Regions from separate parts of the Mus musculus genome. Here region 2 is linked to region 1. A link is a contact called in public Hi-C data. All regions are on one chromosome and are shown on one strand. Each heading gives the region's core, a stretch centred on a gene start, on an enhancer-like site or on the middle of the called end of the contact. The rest is flanking DNA. Distances are from core to core; before and after follow the strand shown.

What was found. A called contact is a pair of places that touch in the nucleus more often than the background predicts.
Region 2: a contact with region 1 is called in a Hi-C map of liver, with 4 times the contacts expected there. The contact joins two enhancer-like sites. A contact is called at or near these places in 3 of 484 Hi-C or Micro-C datasets (bone marrow-derived macrophages, liver and nephron progenitors), 3 of 115 datasets of contacts at active chromatin or transcription factors (embryonic basal ganglia, kidney and pancreatic cancer cells) and 2 of 9 other capture datasets (adipose tissue and pancreatic islet).

Annotation. Positions count from the first base shown.
Region 1 is chr17:31,701,928-31,706,631 of GRCm38.p6, forward strand. No RefSeq gene overlaps it. Among named protein-coding and RNA genes, the nearest start is that of Gm30187, 3.9 kb to the right of the region's middle. Within about 2 kb of position 1,519, at least 27 of the 459 cell types and tissues checked have an H3K27ac peak or open chromatin away from gene starts, as enhancers often do. A contact at or near this core is called in adipose tissue and liver, where this site is marked.
Region 2 is chr17:32,119,475-32,124,341 of GRCm38.p6, forward strand. Notch3 (notch 3) reads right to left here. Exons shown (of 33, transcript NM_008716.3): 32 at 4,808-4,867; 33 at 1,346-3,386. The coding sequence ends at 2,346. All of the region lies in intron 1 of Gm38585 (a long non-coding RNA gene), which reads left to right. Among named protein-coding and RNA genes, the nearest start is that of Gm38585, 8.7 kb to the left of the region's middle. Within about 2 kb of position 3,282, at least 38 of the 459 cell types and tissues checked have an H3K27ac peak or open chromatin away from gene starts, as enhancers often do. A contact at or near this core is called in adipose tissue and liver, where this site is marked.

The sequences.
Region 1 (4,704 bases), core at 269-2,768:
TCTTCTTCTTCTTCTTCTTCTTCTCCTCCTCCTCCTCCTCCTCCTCCTCCTCCTCCTCCTCCTCTTCCTCCTCCTTCTTCTCCTCCTCCTCCTCTTCCTCCTTGTCCTCCCCCTTCTTCCTTAAAAAAAAGATTTATTTATTTATTTTGTGTATGAGTGCTCTATCTGCATGCACACCTGCATATCAGAATAGGGCATCAGATCTCATTACCGATAGTTGTGAGCCACCATGTGGTTGCTGGGAATTGAACTCAGGACCTCTAGAAGAGCAGTCAGTGCCCTTAACCGCTGAGCCATCTCTTCAGCCCCATTTAGGGACTTCTACATGATGATTGTTTTTTTAGAGATTTATTTTATGTTATGAGTACACTGTTGCTGTCTTCAGACACACCAGAAGAGGGGTGTCGGATCCCATTACAGATGGTTGTGAGCCACCACGTGGTTGCTGGGAATTGAACTCAGGACCTCTGGAAGATCAGTCAAACTACTGAGCCATCTCTCCATCTCGATTTTTTTTTAAGTCTAAAATGTTCTTCAGATTTTTTTTTTTTTTTAAATTCAGGAGCAAGAGAGATACTTTTAGATCATTGGTTCTCAATATGTGGGTTGCAACTTTTTCACAGGGATTTATACAACAATTTATAAGAGTAGTAAAAATACAGTTATGAAGTAGCAATGAAAGTAATTTTATGGTTGGGGGGGTCACCGACAGCGTGAGGAACTGTATTAAAGGATGGCAGCATTAGGAAGGTTGAGAACCACTGCTTTAAACTAAGTGTATATGTTAAATGTTAAAAGCGCCAACAACGTCCCTAAATAGAATAAGAGAACCTTACAAAACTTTAAATCGATGCAAAGACAATAAAGGCATAAAAACATTTAGTTAGACTTGGGAAGACACGTGGCGCGGGGTTTTCTTGTTCCACGTTCTTACAGGAGCTGGAAGGTGAGCCCTTCCATGGAGGAGGCTTTGGATGTGTATACCCTTGGATGTACATTCTGAACAAGAGAAGAGGGTTTTAGAAGAGAGTTTTCTTACAAAGCAGGGCAGAGCTTATGCCTTCCATAGCTGCAGCCCAGCTTGACATGTAGAAGGCCATGCTTACAGGTGACACGAGATGACTTCTTGGAACAGGAGACACCAGCTCTTATGTGGCACAGAGGTAAATATACATATGATGGAAAGACCAAAGAGCTAGCTGTGGAAGCAACTGGCGGTGCCACCCAACTACACTGTGACACATGGTTCAGAACTCCTGAGGTTTTATGGACAGCCATTCCTTCTGCAGTCCAGTCTCAACGACAGAAATAAACACACTTATAAGTCCCTGGCAGGTCGATCTCTGGCTCAACTGGCTGTGTCCTGGAACCCTCTGGAGTCTGACTGTAACTCTCGTGGCTGCCCTGAATGGAGGAGGTGAGTCTGGGGACAGGCACACCCAGTCCTGACCCCTGTCAGGGACTACATGAATTGCGGCCCAGGACAGGTGTCAGCACCATCCACATTTAGCAAATGAGTTCTAGTTTCAAACATCAGGAGTCAGATGAGTTTAGGCTAGGTCGCCTTTGTGCTCTGTACTCTGCTGGGCTGTAAACAGTGGCCACTCGATAGCAGGGGTCAGGTGACCTATTACAATATTCATGTGTGTTGGGCCCTCTGCCTTGTGGGTCTTTGCTGTCCTGGTCTGCAGTACAGTGGAGCTGGCTCTGCTTGGGCCCCTCGTGTTGTGTTCAGTGGGTTAATCCTGAGCCCAGAGCTTTCTATTCTCCCCCAATCCACTTTGCCCTAGTGGGGCACAGTATACCCTCCTGTGTCTGGTCTTGTGCAATGCTCACAGTTGCTAGCTAAGAATTACCACCATGTGACTGGGATTGGACCTCTCCTCTGGGCTGCTGCCCAGGAGGCCTGGCAGGGCAAGATGCTTGCAATGTGCAAGGAGACTCTATTGCAAGACAGTGTGCAACTCAAGTTTAGCTTTTAGACAGTTTCCTGTCTGGGCTGAGGCTGCTCTGGGACTCCAGGCCACCTATGCAAGGGCCTTCCTGAGTCGTGGGGTTGGCGTGGAGTGTGAAGGTGGAAATCTAGACTCATCTTGGACCTGAGTTTCCTCCTCTGTGATACAATGGGTCAGGTGGGGAGTCAGAAGGTCAAGGATGCCTTGCCTTTGAAGATGTGAGACACAGACTTGTTTCTAGGAAAGCAGGCATAGGTACCCATACACACACACACACACACACACACACACACACACACACACACACACACAAAGCTTGTACTCAGAATGGCTCATATGTGGATCCTGAGATCAAAACCATCAAAGTTTTTGAGTTGGAGTGTGGTGGTGCACACCTTTAATTCCAGTACTCCAGAGGCAGAGGCAGGTGGATTTCTGTGAGTTTGAGGCCAACCTGGTGGTCTACAGAGACCTGAAGCCAGCCAGGACTACATAGAGAGACCCTATCTCAAAGAAGAAAATAAAAGAAAAAAATTAAAAAAAATTTTTTTTTTGGTGGGGTGGGGTGGGGTGGGGTTTGGTGGATGGACTGGTGGCTTACTGGGTGTTTGCTACCAGTCCTGAGTACCTGAGTTCAATCCCAGGGAGTAATGGATGAGAAGAACTGACTCTCTGATCGCCACCCGCACACCACGGTATACACGCATGTGGATACACAGAGATAAATGAGTGTAATTTTCTGAAAGGTTGGCTTTTTCAGTGGATTTGGTGGAACACACCTAAAATCAGCATTGGGGAGGCAGAGGCAGGAGAATCACAAATCCAAGATGGGCCAGGGCCACACAGTATGACTCTGTGTCAAGGAAAAACAGAAATACAGATGGACGTTTTCGAGCTGCTAGCATAGCCTATTGGTGGTTCATGAGATTAGCTGCATCTCTACCAGGGTTAGAGTGAAAAGGGAAATCCAGGTAGCAAGACTAGCAAAAGACTAATTAAAAACATAAAATCAAGGGCTGGCAAGATGGCTCAGGGGGTAAGAGCACTGATGGCCCTTCTAAAGGTCTTGAGTTCAAATCCCAGCAACCACATTGTGGTTCACAACCATCTGTAATGAGATCTGAAGCTCTGTTCTGGTGTGTCTGAAGACAGCTACAGTGTACTTATTTATAATAAATAAATCTTTGTGCCTGAGTGAGCAGGGCCAACCGGAGTGAGCAGGGTTGACTGGGGGGAACAGAGGTCCTAAATTCAATTCCCAACAACCACATGAAGGTTCCCAACCATCTGTACAGCTACAGTGTACTCACATACATTAAATCAATCAATCAATCAATCAATCAATCAATCAATCTTAAAAAATAAAATAAAATCAAGAAGACAAAAAGACTCAGCCTCAGACTTCAGGAGATGAACTCTGACACTCATTCGGTAGCAGCCTGGGGCCACCTGGAGCTGCCTGGGGCAGCCTGGAGCCTTCAGTTGCTCTGAAGAGCCATCTCGTCTCGCTCTGAGCGCATCCAGCTCTCACCTTGAGGGGTGCGGAGGACCCTGAACACGGTGTCCTTGTGTTTCAAAGCCCAGGGGTCATGAATCACAGTACAAGCTCATCCCATGCCAAGATCTGGCACACCCCACGTGCATGCTTGTGTGTGTGTACAAGCTCGTTCCACGATGAGATCTGACACACGTCACGTGTGTTGTGTGCACACTTGTGTGAGCACGCAGCTGTGACACTGGTGGACAAATCTGGGGACTGTCGTCCATCACTACCGGATCTTTCAATTGCCTCCCTCCCTTATAGCAGTCTCGTCTGCTCCAGGCACCCTCCCCTTCTTCAGTAATCATTGTAATTAGGGAGTTCTGCATCCCTGCGGGAGACTTGGCGCTGGTGTTGTATTTCTGCATGGCCTGGCAGAACTCCTCCTGGCCATCCCAGGGCCTGGTGGGACCTGGCAGTGTGCATGGGGTGGCCACGCCAAGCTCCTTTGGCAGCCGTGGTACCCTTCACATTGCCAAGGAGTGGGGCCCTGTCCAGCTCAGCTCCTTGGCCTCTTGGGCAACTTAGGAAAGAAACTCAATGACTCCATGCCTTCCCTCATCATCCCTACTTGCTGTTTTCTGCCCGTTGGCCTGGGTTTTAGAGTTTCTGTCTGTGGTGCGTTCATGCAGCTACTGCTCCTGGCACTATCATTTTTAGAGACATTTTGAGATTTTAGTGTCTCTCTCTCTCTCCCACCTTATTGTGGAATATGCAATGTGTAGAGGAGATGAATGTGTCCATTTTAAGGAACACACAGCCTCTTTCCAGATTAGGAAATAGAGCACTGGTCAGAACCTAAGACTCAGGCTGTGAGCTCTCCAGAGCTGTGTCTCAGACGCTCATTCACTCATTCAGTCATGTATTCACTAGCTTGCCCATTCAGTCGTTTGCTCATTCATTCACTCATTCATGCACTCACCTATGCATTCACTCTACTTATTCATTCATTCACACTCTACTTATTCATTCATTCACTCATTCATTCACCCACTCATGCGTTTTTTCATGTATTCATTTACTTACTCCTTCAGTCATATATCTATTAACTCATTCAGTCTTTTGCTCATTCACTCATTCATTCATTCATGCACTCACCTACTAGGCATTCCCTCTACTTTATCACACACTCACTCACTCACTCACTCACTCACTCACTCACTCACTCATTCAGTTATGTATATACTCATTCACTTACTCCATTCATTT
Region 2 (4,867 bases), core at 2,032-4,531, 420 kb after region 1:
ATCAACACACGCAGAAGCAGCGGTACAGGACAGCTTGGCAGGGTTTCCAGGACGCGTGTCATCGCTGCTTCCAGCCTGGCCCATCACAGTTGATTAGAATTTTAAGGGATTTGAGACCCTGGAACCTATATCAGTGCACAGAAGTCTAGAATAGATAGGTGAGCAAAAAAAGTGCCGTTTTTATATTTCTGGATTCAAACCACTGCTGATTTCCATCACATTGCTCTGGGGGTAATACTGGCTCAACTGGATGAGTTTCTGGATGCAAACCGCAAGCACTTGAGCTCAGTGGCTTAGCACAAAGCAAACACCAGCACACAGAGTGTGTGTGTGTGGCGTGTTCCCAGCACCCAGTACTCCACCTTCTCCCCTCCAGGGCAATCATTCTCTGGTGGCGCCTAGGGGTTTGTCTCTTCTGTCTGTTGCTCTCTCTCCTGGGCTCTCATTCTTTGTGCCCTGTTTTGCTGTCCCATAGGCTGTCTTGCCTTGTTCGGGCAGTTCTGCAGGTGAGCCAGGCCTGCTTCCTGTGTACTGGGTTTGGTGTTATTTTGTGTGTTTTCTTTTGTGAGTTCCAGGACAACTAAGGCTACACAGAGAAACCCTGTCTCAAAAAACAAACAAACAAAAAAAAACAACAACAATGATAATAATAATAATAAAATTTTTAAAGAAAAAAGTAAGTTCTCAAAATAACACTATTGAGTTTTGTAGGTTTTTTTTTTTTCCTTTTGGTTTGTTTGCCTGTTTTTGTTTTGAGTCCCTTTATTGGTTCCAACCCAAGATTCAAAAATTGAAACCACCTGATATGATGATCAGTTTTGTCACAATGACAGAACTTACAAATCACCTGGGAACAGAAGTTGTCTACATCGAGTTGACCTGAAAGAATGTCTTTAGGAGATTGTCGTAATTAAGTCAAATTAATGTGGGAAGACACTGCCTACTGTGGGTGGCATCATTCCCCAAACAAGGGTTTCTAAACTGTTTAAGAGTGTAATGATTCAGCCCGACACAAGGAAGCAAGCATGCATCCACTCACTTCTTTCTCTCTGCTCTTGACTGTGGTGTGATGTGGTGAACTATTTTAAGTTCCTGCCTCTTCTTCACAATGTTGGACTGTAACCTGGAATATTTAGTTAGGAAAAAGTCCCTCTGTCCCTTAAGTTTCTTTTCTGTTAGGTATTTGCTTAAAGCAACAGAAATGAAGCTAGATACCTGACCAAAAAGGAGTCAAAGGTGGACTGACAAAGCACATGGCTCTGCCCCAAGATGGGAGTTCAAGTTAGCCCTGTGGAGGAAGAGGCCCAGAAACCCCCACTTTGGACCTTGCACAGAAACCAGACACTTGGGTATTAACTATTCCTTTATTAGGTGGTAAGGGAACTGAGAAGGTGAGGGTTGTACAGTGCAGGACCTGGGAATTCAGCTACAAAGGACTGTGACCAGGTGCCATATTACAAAAACAGCCTAAAAACATTTCTATTAGGCAGGCTGAGCCAAGAGAACAACAGGAAGAGGGAGAGCCACTCCCACCTTCTGCCCTGTATTTACAATTAGAAGTGGAATGCATACAAAATACATCTCCCCTGACGTGCCCCCCCACCCCAGGCCCTAAAAGGTGAGCCAGGCTCTGGGAGGTGAGCCTGGAGTTGAGGCTTTGAGCAGACAAGACCCCTTTCCCAGTGAGTCTACACGTCTTATCTGGAATGCAGTGAAGTGAGGAAGGGGAATGGGGAGGGGAAGGAGGCTCCCAAATGTCCCCTGACCCCAGGGGAGGGTGTGCCCAAGGCTGGCTACTTGGTACATACGAGGGCCACATACTCAGTACGTGGAGCCCTAGTCATATCTGTGTACTCAGTACACAGAGTCCGGATTGGCCAAACGGGCCCACAGACTCAGCCCCACGGGGGCGCTGGAGGAATTTGCAGCGGGGGGAAGGGAGCAACTCCATATATATATTTTGTAAAAAATAATAATAATAATAAGTTTGTTTAAATGAATTTGTCTCTATACAAAATGTAAAAAAGAAAAAAATAATAACTCACTCTTGTCAGAGTGTGAGACAATGAGAAGCAGAAAGAGGGGGGGGAGGAAGTTGAGGCAGGGAGAGGGATCAAAAGGAGGTCCCAGATCCCTTAGGGGGCCAAGGTGGTGGAAGGTCAGCCCCTACCCATTATAAATAAAGGAAGACTGGGGGTCTGGGCTGGTGACCAACTTGGTCACACTACAAGACAGAGAGGTGCAGGAAGGCTGGGACAGAGAGAAAGGGATGAGAGTAAGATTAAAAAGGAGGAAGAAAGAAGTCATAGAGGAGTGTCACTTCAGCACCCCTCAAATCCAAGAACTTAGGCCATCACCTGCCTCTTGGGGGTAACTTCTGGTTGGGGTCCCAGCTGAGTCTGGGACTGAGGGAGGGAGGGAACAGATATGGGGTGTGGCTGAGCAGGCAGGGCTCCAGAGGCTGTGGCATTGGTAGCAGTTGCTGGGCTAGGTGTTGAGTCAGACCAGTCTGAGAGGGATGGGGGGGATGGGCTGGCCCAGTGCTCTGGGGACTCAGGAGACGGGGTCAAATAAGGATGCTCGCTGGGAACCCGCAGGAAGCGGGCCTTGGTGGGGCTACTGCGGGTTCCTGCTGCAGGATATTCCTCTCCATGTCCTGGAGCAGCCAGGTAGGGTGGGGGCCGCTCTTGGGGAGAAACTGGGGCTCCTGGGTTGAGCAACTGGGGTCCCGGAGCCAGGGGCAGCAGGAATGAGGGCCCTGGAGGGGCAGGTGGAGGCAGCCTGGCCCAGTCGAGGGGAACAGCTACAGGATTGAGCAGACCAAAGCTGAGCACACAGCCCCCAGGAGGCTGGCGCCCCAGAGGACCCGCCCTACTTGCGCCTAGCTGTGCCAAGGACACCGCGGTGGCCGTGGTGGCATAGGGGCCCTCCAAGGGGAAGCCTCCAGGGGAAGCAGGGGGCCCACTGAAAGGCCGTGGTGAGTCCAGAGAGTCCACCGGTGACAGTGTGACAGAGCTGTCTGCCAGAGGTCCTGGACAGGCTAGTGTCAGCTTCTTGCCCCGACCACGAGTTCCCTGTGGCCCCAGCCCGGTCTTGCCAGGTGGCCTCCTGCTCTTCTTGGTCCCAGACTGCACCGCTTTGAGGCCAGGAAGGAAGGCCCCTGGTGGGCAGAGCAATGGCCCTAAGCCATGGGGACCAGAGGGACTTCGAGGTCCACTGGGCTGGTCCAGCAACCGCACAATGTCCTGGTGCAGCCGCTCCTGGGCCACGTCCCGGGGCAGCCTGTCCAAGTGATCTGTGATCTCCCGGTTGGCGAGATGATCCAGCAGCAGCTTGGCAGCCTCATAGCTGCCCTCCCGAGCGGCCAAGAACAGCGGCGTCTCTTCCTGAGGCGGGGGAGGGGCAGAACCCACGGAGGTCAGTCACTCTGGCCAACACCTAGCTTTCTAATCTCTAGGGCAGCCTGAGAACTAAGAGTTGATACCCTGGAAATAGATGGACCTGAGTTTGGATTCCAGCTCTGTTGAAGAAACAAGCTCTCTCTGTAGCAGGCACATCTGGCCAGGACTTACCTTAGGCACAAAATTTAAAGGGGCATCAAAACTTCCAGTCATCAAAATAAACTGCATGGTGATGTTATAAAAGTTTTAAAAAGAGTTATAAAAGATTAAAAAGCACGCCTTTAATCCCAGCACTCGGGAGGCAGAGGCAGGCAGATTTCTGAGTTCTACCAGTTTCTTTGTCCTGGTCTACAAAGTGAGGTCCAGGACAGCCAGGACTATACAGAGAAACCCTATCTTGAAAAACCAAAAAAACAAAAGATTAAAAAGTGAGTTGTTGGGGTTCTGGTGGTCCTGTACACCTTCAGTCCTACCATCCAGGACACAAAGGCAAAAGGGTCTCTGAGTTCTAGGCTAGCCTGGTCTACAAAGTGAGTCCTTGTCTTAGAAAGAAAGAAAGAAAGAAAGAAAGAAAGAAAGAAAGAAAGAAAGAAAGAAAGAAAGAAAGAAAGAAAGAAGGAAGGAAGGAAGGAAGGAAGGAAGGAAGGAAGGAAGGAAGGAAGGAAGGGAGGGAAAGACAGAGATGGAGACAGACAGAGAGAGAACCTGAGCCTATGACCCCAGCACTTGAGAGGCTAAGGCAGAAGACTCACCAAGAGTTTGAGGTCAGCTTTTGCTAAATTAACCAGTAAGACATGATCTCCAAAAGAGAAGGAAACAATGTAAAGACTGGCAAGACGGCAAGACGGCACAGTGGGTAACCACACTTGTCACTCAGCCTGGTGACTTCAGTGCCATCCCTGGTATCCACACGGGCAGTTCACAACTGCCTATAGATTCAGCTCTAGGGGGATTCAACACCCTCTTCTTGCTTCAAGGATATCTGCAACTCATGTCCACATACTTACACGCACACACTATTTAAAAATAAAATATATCATTGAAAAAAGAAAAAGCCAGGCATGAGAGCATATACCAGCATTTAGTTAGTAGAAATATGAGAATTGTGAGTTCAAGGCCAACCTGAGGTAGGAAGTTAGTCTCAAAAAGAAAGAAAGAAGGAAGGAAGAAAAGTAGGCTTGTTCAAGCTCAGCAGCTCATGCTGCTGCTTCCCCTGTCACAATGGGGACAACTGCGTTCGATGTCACACAGCGACTTCAACAGTTTGCTCTCACAGCCTTCAGGCCAGAATCCCACTCCTGAGAGCTGACTGCAAGCAAGATGGATGCCCCTAACAGGCTTATTCCTCCCTGACTCTGCTTTGTCACATTCAGGGGCTGTAGCACTGTAGGCCCCCAGTGGCTCACCTTGCTGTCCTGCATGTCCTTGTTGGCTCCATTTTTCAGCAGAGCCAAGGTAGCCTCCAC